2 separate regions of the Ovis aries genome follow, and region 1 is linked to region 2. Evidence: chromatin contacts called from public Hi-C data. All regions are on one chromosome and are shown on one strand. Each heading gives the region's core, a stretch centred on a gene start, on an enhancer-like site or on the middle of the called end of the contact. The rest is flanking DNA. Distances are from core to core; before and after follow the strand shown.

Region 1 (2,700 bases), core at 198-2,697, 520 kb before region 2:
AGGTCTCCTTCTATCCCTAAGCCCCACATACTCGCCTCTCTGATACTTGCAGTGGTCCACCTCAAAGGGTGAAGCCAAACTCATATTCAGAGGTTTTGATATCTTTCTGTTTTCTTTGTTCCTTGGTACTTTGGAAAAAACAGCCTCACCCCTTTGCAGGAAAGAACCAGGGACATTAATTCAGGGCTTTCTTGAGTAACCTGCATGTTTCACTTTTCTAGATGAAATTGGAAGTGACTTACCATTTCTGATAAAATACCTTTTTAAAATGTATTTTTTAAAAGTTGTATAAATATGTGTATATATGTGTGTATATACATAGTATACTGTACATACATAGTATATATATTTTGCAGTCCATGATGTCACAGAGTCAGACACGACTTATCAAATGAACAACAATAACAAATTAATAGAATAGATGTGGGCAGAATCTCTGTCAAAAGTGATTACCTCCAGGGACTTCCCTGGTGGTCCAGTGGTTAAGACTCATGCAGGAGGCATGGGTTTGACTCCTGGTTGGGGAACTAAGATCCCACATGTTGTGTGGCCAAAAGATTTTTTCTTTTTTAAAGTAGTTACCTCCAGAGGCAGAGGTAAGAATGAAAGAGATATGAAGGGGAACGTCTTCAAATCTGGAGAGGTGGTATGCTTCTAAACATTTGGATCTTTACAAAGTAAGACTATATTCACATTACAGATAATTAACTCCTTCCCCCCGAAAGCAGAGAGCCAAAGAAAGAACTATTATTAACGCTGAGAAAGGAGGGGAGAGAAGGGGGGTAGTCAATGAAAGGACTCTTTCATTTTTGACTGTATACTTCTGTATTATTTGAATTTAGGCAACAGGGACACACTCATGTATTTCTTGTATAGCTGTTTTTTTATATCATGCGAAGACTCATTTATGCATTCAACAGCTATTGTTTTTACTCCTCACTCTATGCTGAACGCTGTGCTCTGTACTTGATCTGCTATAATCCTCACACTATTCCATGAGTCACATACTATCATCCCATTGTATAAGAAAGAAATTTGGGGCCCAAAGACTGGTTAGGTCATCTGCCCAATGGCCCATCTAGCTAGTAAACAGCAGGCTGACATCCAGCCAGCTCTCCCTGATTGGATGTGGGCTACAGTGGTGGGTACCAGAAGGAATGAGGCTGTCCTGCCTTTATATAACTGGAATCTAGTTGAGACGGGAACCATGAGAGACAGGCTAAAGGAGTGAACAGACTGAGAAAAATAAACAGACATTTAGCAGAAAGAAACACTCAGAGAAATAACCCTAGTAAAGCTGAATGACTTCAGAAAGACAGTCAGAGACGGTTTGGTGCCCCCAAACACCCATAAACATTTTCATTTGGTTCCACGCACTCCAGAAGCCTCCTGTCACACTGAAGCTCTGTCCAGACGATTCTAATAATAGCCCGATGGAATCCTGTGGTTGGAAGAAACTGTGAGAGGTCACTGAGTCCGTCCCCCGCTGCAGAAGGGCGTAAGTGTTCTCCTTATGGGAAAACCGAGGCAAGGAGTGACTTAAACTGCTAGATCAGTCACTCCTCCACCCCCAACCCCAAGACAGCCAAGGAGTTGGAACCGTGTACTGGGGTCAAGGGCACCAACAGCTTTGTGAGTCAGCATGTGGAAAATATACTCATACTGCAGCTCTTTACAAAGGAAGCTACTGCTCACCCTCTTTTCCAGCTGTAAAACATTTGGCTGGCCGTGGGGGAGGGTGTCAGCTGGGGAAGTGAGGAGGAGTCACTATAATGCCCCTTCTCCCAAAGCAGCAGCAGGCGGAGGAATGAGGACAGTGGCAGGGGCTTGGGGCTGGGAAGCAGCTGGGTGTCAGTTGCTCTTGCTTTGCTGGTGTCATCCTTCTTCCCATTATCTACTTCGTCAGGATGCGGCTCCATTAGCACACTGGATCAGGCCAAGTGTGTTAGGAATGATTAAGGGCCTTGCAGGAGATTAAGGGAATTACATTTGTATACTCCTTCTAGCCAAAGGCTGCCGGACAACGGCAAGCAAGCCTCTGAATAGCTTTACACGCAAACAGTAAGAATAACTGCAGCCGGTTCCAGGCTTAATGCTTTGAATCATGAGGATGTGGTGTGATGCAGAGACAAGTTCTCTGAGGGCAAGTGGCTCCTCAGTCATGGGCACTGAGAAGACTGTGGGTGGTTGGTGGGGGATGTGCGCAAGAAAGTACAAGTCTGAGAACAGAGACCCAGGAGGCGATCCTCAGGGCTGCCCTTGGGCCACTGGGGCTCACCAGGCCAGGACTAGAGTGAAGCTCTCACCTCCAGCACAAAATTTAAAGGGCCACCCAAAAATTCAGTTATCAAGAAAAATAATATTTTAATGCCATATTAAAAAAAATAAAAATGTAAAAATTTCATGATGAACAAAGGATCAAAATTTCAAATAAAGACTATTTGAATAGTCTTTCAAAGGGGCCGAGCCATATTGGAGCCTGAGGCAAAAAGAAAAATGTGAGCCCCTGGCTTTAGTGGAAGCAAACTCATCAATCCTATTTTCCAAATTTACTTCTCTCCCCTCATTTTTAATTGAGAGAATTGTCTTGTTTGATGATTTTTCTTGACTAAGCAACAATCTTAAATAATTTTAATTAATTGTATTAATTATTTTAAATTAATTGTTAGAGGTACCACTTCATACCAGTCAGAATGTCTG
Region 2 (2,700 bases), core at 96-2,595:
TGGAACTAAAGTATGCATTTTTGTTGTTGTTGTTCTTGAGTTTTTCACGTAGAAGAGATACCGGGTAAATTGGAAACATGTTGGGAAAGGAGTGAGCAATCAATGCTGGCATTTAAACAACACAAAATTGCCCTCGCCAGGCCACACGCCCAGGCGGCCGCGGCGCTCCCGGCGACAGAGCAGCGCCCTCTGGTGGCCGTGCGGTGTGTGTGTGTGGGGGGATCGGTCGCCCCCACCCCCAGGCTCCGAGGCCGGGCGGTCTCGAGAGCGGCTTCCCCAAGTCTGGGAAACACTGGGGCAACTTGGCAGGAAGGGAATTCAAGGTGAGCGTCGCCAGGGTGCTGGGAAATGCTTTTTGTGGTTTCAGGCTTGGGCCCAGGCCCAGAGCCCCGGGAAGGGTCTAACTTAAAAGAAAAACTCTTGTCCCATTCTCAAAGGCTGCTTGAAATTGTATGGATACAGCACCATCCCTTACCTGAAAGATTTGATTCTTTTTAAAATCCTCAAAGCGTTCGAGAAGGGTGATTTTTAAAACGTGGGCAAGTGAAATCACCACTATCATCACCAAAAAGCGTGATTACACCATAATATGTAGATTTTACATGCTGGTGACATTTACCAAGTATCATTAAATCCTTTTTCCCCTGCTTTAATCCCAGGGGCATCCTTTTGTAGTCTGAACAGCAGTGTTCTTTTAGCCCCCGCCTCCTCTCAGTGGCCATTCCCTCTATTGCAGTTTGCCCCAAGTTTTCTTGTTCCTTGTATGAATACATCCTAAAGGTTTTTCCCCTTTTCTTGCTTTTCCTTATTCTTGTATCTGCTGCTTGTGGTTAGGCTCACACAGTTTATTGTCTGGATCAGAGCTACTTTCACGGGAACAGCCGGAGCTTGGCGTCGGTGGTGCCCAGAATACCAGGTTCACAGACTGCCTTGGGTTCTCTCTGCCCTACAGCAACACCAGCATGTCTGCCAAGAGGTGGCCGCCTCACGCTGACTGCAGACATGCCCACCCCCTTCACCCCCGCACACATACACACACAGGAGCAGACCACTGCTTCAGCTTCCTGTCTCTCTGGAGTTTCTCTCCGGAGAGTTTGGCCCCTCCCCTGCCTGGGGGAAGCCAGAAGAGGTGAGGGTGCTGGGTTTCTGAGGAGCCAGGCAGGTGCTCCCCTGCCCCGCTCCCTTTCCTCCGAATCTCTTTTCCCTGCCTGAGGGGTTTCCACTTACCTATACTATCTGGTGGGAATTCCTCCAACTTCATACCTTCCTTCTCTTTGGGGTATTTTCTGCTGTATCTATTGCTACACACAAGCCACCCAGTGGCTGAAAACAAGAAACGTGTACTTATTAGCTCCTGCCTCTGTGGGTCAGTGGGGGCAGTGTCCAGCCTGGCTCTGCTGGGCCTGGGCCTGTGTCTGTGGTGAGCCGGCAGGTCGCTGGATGGCGTAGGACAGCCTCATCCGCTCATCAGGTGGTTAGCAGGCTGTCAGCTGTGGTGAAAGGGTGACAGGGTGACGGGCCAAGTACCTCTCACCCAGCAGGGGAGCCTGCCCCAGACTTCTTGCTGTAGTGGCGAGGTTCCACGGACAGGGAGAGCAGAAGCCACAAGGCTTCTGGAGGCCTGGGCTGGGAACCAGCCCGTCTCCTGTGGCCACATTCTCTTGGTCAAAGTGAGTCAGGAGGCCAGCCCTAACTTGAGAAGTGGGGAACGGACTTCAGCTCCTGGTGGAGGGAGTGCAAAGTATTGTCGTCATTTTTGCACACACTGGCCCTCTTCTTCCCTGGGCACACTACCCGTAAGTAAACACGTCAAGATACTAAATCCCTTCTCCGCCCCCAGGACATTCAACAGAGCACAGCTGAAGCACACAAGCCAGCCGTCAACGTGCCTGGGTTCAGATCTTGGCTCCACATTTATCAGAGGCTGACCCGAGAAAGTTGCCTTACCTCGGTTTCCTAATCCGTAAAAGTGGGAGTTGTTGTAAATATTAAATAAGTTAATCCACGTTAAGTACTTACACGGTGTCTGGCACACGGTAAGTGTCCAATAAATATCAGTTATCGTGCCATGAGGGGACGGCTGGCTGCCCACCAGGACTGCTGAGGCCACCAGCGCCGTCTTCCACAGCTGCCCCAAAGCCCCTCCCAACACGACTGACCCCAGGGGGGGCCCCAGCTGCCAGCTCTGCTGACGACACCTGGTGTTTTCAGGGCTCCACTGAGGTGCCAGGGAAACGGCCCTGTCCGTTTTTACCAGCCCCTTCAGTGAAGCCTGTCTCTGTAGAGCTGTTACAAAAAGGGCTCTGAAGTCAGACAGAGCTGCGGTTTGCTTCCAGCGTCTCTTCCTGAGGCATTTAGCAAGCTGATTCATCTCTCTGAGTTTCAGTTTCTTCGTCTGTAAAATGGAGACAACAGCACTGCCTCCTACAGAGCACGCGGAGCATAATATGAAGAACGGAAGAGCCTACGCTCACAAAGATGCTGGCACTCCAGGACACAGAAGCGTGCTGTCCTTGAAACTGCCCCTCCTGTAGGTGCTGAGAAGTTGCCACGGGTGAATCCTTTTTCCCAGAAATATCCTTAGTCACTCCTTGCACCCTCCCCCACTCAGTGCATGGAGATGGGCCAGGATCCTGGGGAGCAGGCCGAGCTCTCCCCAAAGCTGTTGGTTTAGCATTGTCTCTCCTCTCCACTCCCTGA

What was found. A called contact is a pair of places that touch in the nucleus more often than the background predicts.
Region 1: a contact with region 2 is called in a Hi-C map of omental adipose tissue, with 4 times the contacts expected there. The contact joins two enhancer-like sites. A contact is called at or near these places in 5 of 16 Hi-C or Micro-C datasets (blood, hypothalamus, muscle and 2 more).

What each region holds. Positions count from the first base shown.
Region 1 is chr3:43,955,073-43,957,772 of ARS-UI_Ramb_v3.0, reverse strand. All of the region lies in intron 2 of LOC114113914 (a long non-coding RNA gene), which reads right to left. Among named protein-coding and RNA genes, the nearest start is that of LGALSL, 100 kb to the right of the region's middle. Within about 2 kb of position 1,447, at least 16 of the 54 cell types and tissues checked have an H3K27ac peak or open chromatin away from gene starts, as enhancers often do.
Region 2 is chr3:43,436,761-43,439,460 of ARS-UI_Ramb_v3.0, reverse strand. It overlaps the pseudogene LOC101118177. Among named protein-coding and RNA genes, the nearest start is that of SLC1A4, 100 kb to the right of the region's middle. Within about 2 kb of position 1,345, at least 34 of the 54 cell types and tissues checked have an H3K27ac peak or open chromatin away from gene starts, as enhancers often do.